2 separate regions of the Bactrocera dorsalis genome follow, and region 2 is linked to region 1. A link is a contact called in public Hi-C data. All regions are on one chromosome and are shown on one strand. Each heading gives the region's core, a stretch centred on a gene start, on an enhancer-like site or on the middle of the called end of the contact. The rest is flanking DNA. Distances are from core to core; before and after follow the strand shown.

Region 1 (3,360 bases), core at 93-2,592:
TGTCTGTACGTTCGTCTGCCCGTGCAAGCGATACTTGAGTGAACATTGAGATGTGAAATTTTATACGGTCCTATAACTAAGCACAAAATTAAGATACAACACTGTAATTTGATGCAGGGGATTCATAGTAGCTAGAAGCAACGGAAAAGACGAAATTTTTAAAAAAGTTGACATGGCCCGGCACCTAATGGATTTGAGTATTTATATTTTACAAACCATTATAACATTTCCGCCTCAGGACTAGTTTTTTTGTTACCTCCTTATGCTAACTTTTTACCGAATATATCGTTCAATGCAGAATGTATATAATTAGAATTCGAAGAGAATCCTTTACTAGTAATGATATGTCTGTACGTCAAAAATGAATGAAATCGGGTAAATTCTTTCCTTAGCCCCCACATTCCTTTACACCTCATATATCAAATATCAAGATTTTCTAACATCCGATTGACTTTACTGGTGATGGTATCTTAATGAAACTCAGAGAATATTTTTCTCTGTTAATAGTATGCAGTAATGCCAAAAATAGATAAAATCGGATTTTTATGGGTGATTTTTATGTAATTTTGCTGATAGAAAGTAAAATATAGCAAAAAAAGCTAAGTGAGTCTATGAGCTATAATATATGTATGTATGTTAGTTAGTAGCTTACGAATTTTATAGTAATTAATTCACGATTTCGTTGAACAATGAAGGTATATTTCCGAATTTGAAATTTGCAAATTGCGAGAATACAAAATGTTCGGTTACATACGAACTTAGCCCTTCCTTTCTTAACGATCTTATTTTAAAGTGGGTGCGGTAGTCTCTCTTGCTTATCTAAAAGGTAAATATTTTTTTTTTATTTGATGCAGAATTAAACGATGCACCTACAGCCACAACAACTTCAAGACAATATTGGGGAGCAACATTACGCTGTTCATTCTGCTGTTGTTATTGAGTTCTTACTTACATATGTATATTTTAATAGAAAACATAAGAGTTTAGCTCTCAGCATATCTTCTAAAATAACGACTCACCTCTTCATAGCGTGGTCGAAATACACACCCATAAAGCTTTTCGCGGTCTCATCTTCATATTTAAAGAAATGTGACAATTTTCCCACGACTTGCTTGCAGCTACACCTGTTGAAGGTTAACAAAAAAATTGTTATGTTTATGACAACGATTATTTATGGTTATGCTGAGTATATGAGGCTTTCTAACCTGCAGTCCATTTAAGCTTAAGTTTTACCACTTAAAGCACAATACCTTAATGGATAGTTAATTGCCACGAAACAAATTTCAACTATTTTTTAGCAGTAAACAAATAATCAGCTGTTTTTATGACTACCGGTTTGTTGTTATTTAGCGTTCGCGTACTTTTGCAAACATTGCACTCTTTGAGAGAGAATGCACAATAACCAGAATGCACTCTGGGAATATTATGCTGGAATAGTACGTGAAATTACTCAAGAAACAATTGTATTATTTTCTATAACTATGAAGTTGTGTTTACATACATGTACATATGTACTTATGTGTGCATGAATCTCTGTTTTACTCAAACCGAGTCATCGAAAATTGGACTCAACGGATGGACCATCTGAGACGTAGCCGCGGCCAACATTTGAAAGAGATAATCTTCAAAAAATAAATGCCAAAGAATGTTCTTTCGAATGATAATAAACATTCCCCATTAAATTTGAAGTTTCTGTGTTTTTTCTTTAAAAAAGTAGGGAACCTCGAAATGGATCGCTCTTTATTAAGGAAGTGCCTATTATTTCAGGTGGAGAAATACCACACAGTGTAGTACACAAATAATCAACGCAAAATTAAATTTTTAAATTTTTTTATTATTATTTGCAAGTTTATTTTCCTTTAATTCAAATGATTTGTTGAAAATAAAATAAAAAACAACACGTACATAATAATAGTAATAATAATAATAATATAATATAATATTATTCAATGGATAATAAAAAGTATTTACTCAGCTCGAACATTTATGTAAATCATTATCTTAAAAAACAATTACTCTCATTATAAATAAGCAATGAAATAGGACATACGTTACGTAACATTTATAATTATTACGTTTAATTTCACAAAGCAGCAAATTTTTTACTTTATTTTTATTTTTAATTTTCTTTTTGGGAACAACAAAATGTATTCGCTATCCAAAAATGGCAATATCTCGTTATTATTTTTTTTAATATATATTTTTTATGATTTAATTCGTCTAATTAATGAATTGTCCGAATTTTATTTACATAGACTTTTTGAAGATTCCAGTTAACTTAATAAATAGATATGTATGCTTTAATAGAAATAATTTCCAAAGGCAACACAAAAGCGCGATGAAAATACAAAACAAAAAACAGAAATTGTAGAAATGAGATTTCTTTTTTGAAATTTGAATTTGTGCTACAAACTTCGTCGAACTCATTCGCTTCTACCAGCGGCTGATAATGTGTTTTGGCTATGTATTTATGTTGGGTAAATGATAAATTTCTTTTCGACTTTACTGCTACATACAATACATACATATATGCGCGCTAACGCTGCATGTTGTTGTTGTTTTTGTTCTTCACTTTTACTTGTGCGTCTGCTTTATGTTTCTATTAAAAAAATCATAATAATAATAATGATAATTGCACCGTTCGTAAGGCACTTTTACACTTTGATCATCTAGCCTAGACATCGATTTGGAATGGGGAGCCGGGAATATGTTCTTCGCCCCATTTGACTATTAGTATATATTGACCGCGATCGCGCACCATATAGTTCACGTTGAAATTGTTGCGGCCGGTGTGTTTGACATTGAATTCCTCGCATGGACCTTTCGGACCGTACATGCCCACGAAGAGCATGTTGTTGCCGGCATCTGTGGCATTCACCGTGAAGTTGTTCTGTTTGCCCATGTAAGCCTTCTTCAAGCCCATGCCCTTGGATGTGATTTTGGAGGCGTCCGATTTGAAGGTGGGCATATGTACGCCAACGTTCTTGCCGCCCTTGGCCAGCTTCTGTACCGTCTCAACGGACACGGTGGATGTTTCCTGTGCGCCCTCATCGGCCAGTTTGTCGCCTAAAAAATGCAAGTGGAAATGTGTAAAAAAAATTGTAAACTCGAGAGTTGGTATTGTCATTTCGACTTGATAGTTGGTGACTCACCGATGCAGTTCACCTTGAACGGTGAGCCTACAATATGCATGTGATTGTATTTGATTGAAATGTAGTGATCGCCCGGCAAGAGTGGTGTGTAGCGCACTTTGTAGCCCTCCTCCACTTCGGTACAGTCCATGGCAACCTTTGAGGGGCCGTCAATCGAAACGGTTAGCGTGCCGACACCGGCATTGCAGGTGTTTATAATAAAGTCGGC
Region 2 (3,233 bases), core at 42-2,541, 46 kb after region 1:
ACTGCTTAAAACATTTACTTAAATTGTTTGCGTGTATTTGTGCTTTAACGGTAATTGGTTCTTACGCTTAACACATAACAGTTGACACTTTTCACTTATGACAAGACAATGACACATTAAAAAATAGAAATGTTGTTTTTTTTTTTATTTAATTGTTGTTAACTTTGTTTTTTGCTTAATTCGAAAATAATTGCTAATTTAAGATTTTCTGCGCATACGCTTTGACTAGTATTTCACATGGATTTGCCATTTGAACACTTTTCTTTGGCTTAGCATAACCTCACATTTGAAAACTTTGCATGAAAATTGTTTTAAACTACCTTTATGGCGAAGCTACCATTGGGTATGTCCTTGCCGCCGAATTTCACATTGATATCATAATCACCGGGATCCTTGAGCGCGTAGAAAATGTCGAAGAAGCCATCCTTCTCCAAGACATCGATGTCAACGATTTCACTGTGAATGAAAATGTAGTAAAAATTAGTTAAATAATACTAATAATCAATTGCACCCCAATGCCAGTCACCCCCATCCCCATATTACAACGCCTCAACTCACTACGTACCGTCCGGATTTGTGATCGGTGATCTTGCATGTGACCGCGCCATCGCCCGCGTCGCGCGCATCCACCGTTAGGTGACTCTTGCTGCCCGACGCTTGTATTTTCGGCGCCTCTTCGACCAGCTTGCACTTCTTCGCCTCACCCGTGGGGAATGCTTCGAGTTTGAATGGCGATCCTTCAATATCTTTATCGCCATATTTGATGCTCACGTGATAGGTGCCACATTCGTCGGGCACGAAAGACACAACATATGTACCGCTGCCGACTTCTTCCATGCGTGGCGCTAATTGTTTACCTTTCGGGTTCTTGATCGCGACATTAATGTCATCTTGACCGGCCGTTTTGGTGTCAATCTCGAATTCGGCTGGTAGTGATGCAGGTGTTTTCTTCTTCTCATTGACGCCCTTAACTTTCACTTTAGTGGCCTCCGATTTGGGGAAGACGGTCATTACGAAGGGACTGTGAAATGCAAAGTAAAATATTCAGTGAAGACCGCAAAACACTTTCGCATTATAATACTATGTCTTACCTGCAAGGCACCTCTTCGTCGGCGAACTTCACTTGGCATGTCAGCACTGAACCCTGTTTGGGCGGCACATAGTGCACCGCGTATATGCCATTGCTCTTATCTTCAACGCGCAGATTATCCACAGGTATGCCCTCAGAGTTGGTCAATTTGACGGCTATGCGTCCAGGTCCGGCCTCGCTGACGTCTACGTTGAAGTAGGTTGGCACACTTTCGCGCACCTCGCCATGCTCAATGCCGGGTCCGTATACTTTCACCTTGCTGGGGTCTACAGTCTCTTCGACCAATACGCGGAACGGTGAGCCGGGTATATGCTTGTCAGCAAAACGTATAGTGATATCGTATTCGCCGGGATCTGTCGCCAAATACTCGACATCGCAGCTACCGTCACGATTGTCGGTGCAGGTCATTTTCGCTTCGGATGGACCCTCAATGGCCAACGATAGACCGCCATTGCCAGCACCACGTGTTTCTACCGTGAATTTGTTTTGTTGATTCGTCAGACCTTTCTCCAATCCCGGACCGTAAGCTTTGCAACGTGACGGATCACAACCGCTCTTCACATGCACCACAAACGGCGAACCAGGCACGGGAATGTTGTCGTAGAGCAGCTCAATGGTGTGACGACCAGCCTCGAAGGGTGTATAGGCGACGCGGAAAATGTCATCGGATGGACCCGAAACAATCTTGCTAGGCAGTACATTACCCTTGGGATCGAAGATGGCGCAGGAGAGTTTCGTTGAGTCGATGTCGCTGCCAACTTTGCTCATGTCAACCATGAAATCCGTGGCTGCATTCATAATGACGCCTGTGGAGCGAGAGAGGAGTTGTGTTAGTTAATTGTTACAAAGCCAGCGAGCCGAATAACGCACAAAACATATGATAGAAGAGAACATTTAAATGCGATTAGTGTAAAAGTGAAAGTAACAGCGTTTACGCACGAAGCTGCGTGAAAACTAACGAATTCGGCTTTCCTTTTGATTTGCCGAACTGTTAACTTTCACGTTACTTTGTAAGCAAACGAACTAAGGCTCAGTACGACCCAAATATAAAACTGTTGCCGAATACGCTTCGTAAGTGTTTAGGCAAAGCATCGCCATGCGTTCGAGATCCCATGACTGGGTGGCTTACGAACTCACGCAGGCGGGGCTTACATGCTATCGAATATATTATTCATAATTACTGTTAGATTTGTGATTAGTTTGCAAATAACGAACGAACGAACACAGTAAATGCTTGGGTTAAGTAAGACTGGTTTGGCTTGGAAGACCAGTTGTTGTGGCACACAAAAGCGTTTGGTTAATTTTGTAGGCGTTTGCTGTTTTTGTTTTAATCAAAGAAAGTTCAATATTGCGTTGGCCTTTATGCTGATCGTACTTGTTTGAGTCACGCATGCGCTTGCGGGTTGGCTGACAACAGTAACGGCGAAGCATCAGAACTACATCGAACGCAAATAATTCGATGCCTGCGTAAATTTCAATATCCTACCATGTGGTTGTATGCCAATACCACTCACGCGCGTGTTTTGTAGATTCGGCAGTGGCATGATGACCGGCTGGAATGGTGAACCGCTGATGTGACGTTCGTTGAATGTGATGTTCACAGTATAGTCGCCGGCTTCGGTCGGTAGATAGGCGACATTGCATGTGCCATCGCCATTATCGCGACAATTGATTGCAGCCTCACAGGGACCCTCTACGGTCACACCGAGTCCACCTTGACCAGCGCCACGTGTGTCTATTATGAACTCAGCTGGTTGTGCTACCAGACCACGTTCCAGGCCGGGTCCAAAAGCGCGCACTTTATTCGAATCACTGCCGCTGAGACATTGCAGGCGGAATGGACGTGGCGCGATCGGTGTGCCACCGAAACAGATGCTCAGCAGGTATTCACCCAGTTGGGTGGGTGTGAAATTGACGAGGAATCCCTCAGCGGTGGGTATGACGTGCGCGCGTATGCGACTGCCCGATGGACTGGTAATGGTGACGGCGAGATCCGCTTTCGGCAGGCCACGCGTAATGATGCGGAACTGCTGAAGGCTATTCAATGGTGCAGCTTGTACGTGAATAAGTTTGTAACGAAAGTTTTTGGGCTTAGATGATGACCTTGTATTGTTCTTGTATCTTGTTGTAAACTATCACATAA

The links. A called contact is a pair of places that touch in the nucleus more often than the background predicts.
Region 2: a Hi-C map of whole body shows a contact between it and region 1, with 5 times the contacts expected there. The contact joins the enhancer-like site here to the promoter of LOC105231866 in region 1. A contact is called at or near these places in 2 of 2 Hi-C or Micro-C datasets (both in whole body).

Annotation. Positions count from the first base shown.
Region 1 is chr2:31,674,082-31,677,441 of ASM2337382v1, forward strand. It overlaps LOC105231866 (CDP-diacylglycerol--glycerol-3-phosphate 3-phosphatidyltransferase, mitochondrial), which reads right to left and starts at 1,343. Exons shown (of 6, transcript XM_029552657.2): 1 at 1,206-1,343; 2 at 1,048-1,124. The coding sequence starts at 1,077. LOC105231867 reads left to right here. Exons shown (of 3, transcript XM_011213358.4): 3 at 1-964. It overlaps LOC105231939 (filamin-A), which reads right to left. Exons shown (of 20, transcript XM_049449644.1): 19 at 3,153-3,360; 20 at 1,814-3,066. The coding sequence ends at 2,675.
Region 2 is chr2:31,720,095-31,723,327 of ASM2337382v1, forward strand. LOC105231939 (filamin-A) reads right to left here. Exons shown (of 20, transcript XM_049449644.1): 10 at 2,577-3,143; 11 at 1,092-1,896; 12 at 566-1,021; 13 at 321-456. Among protein-coding and RNA genes, the nearest start is that of LOC105231863, 23 kb to the left of the region's middle. Within about 2 kb of position 1,292, the one cell type or tissue checked has open chromatin away from gene starts, as enhancers often do.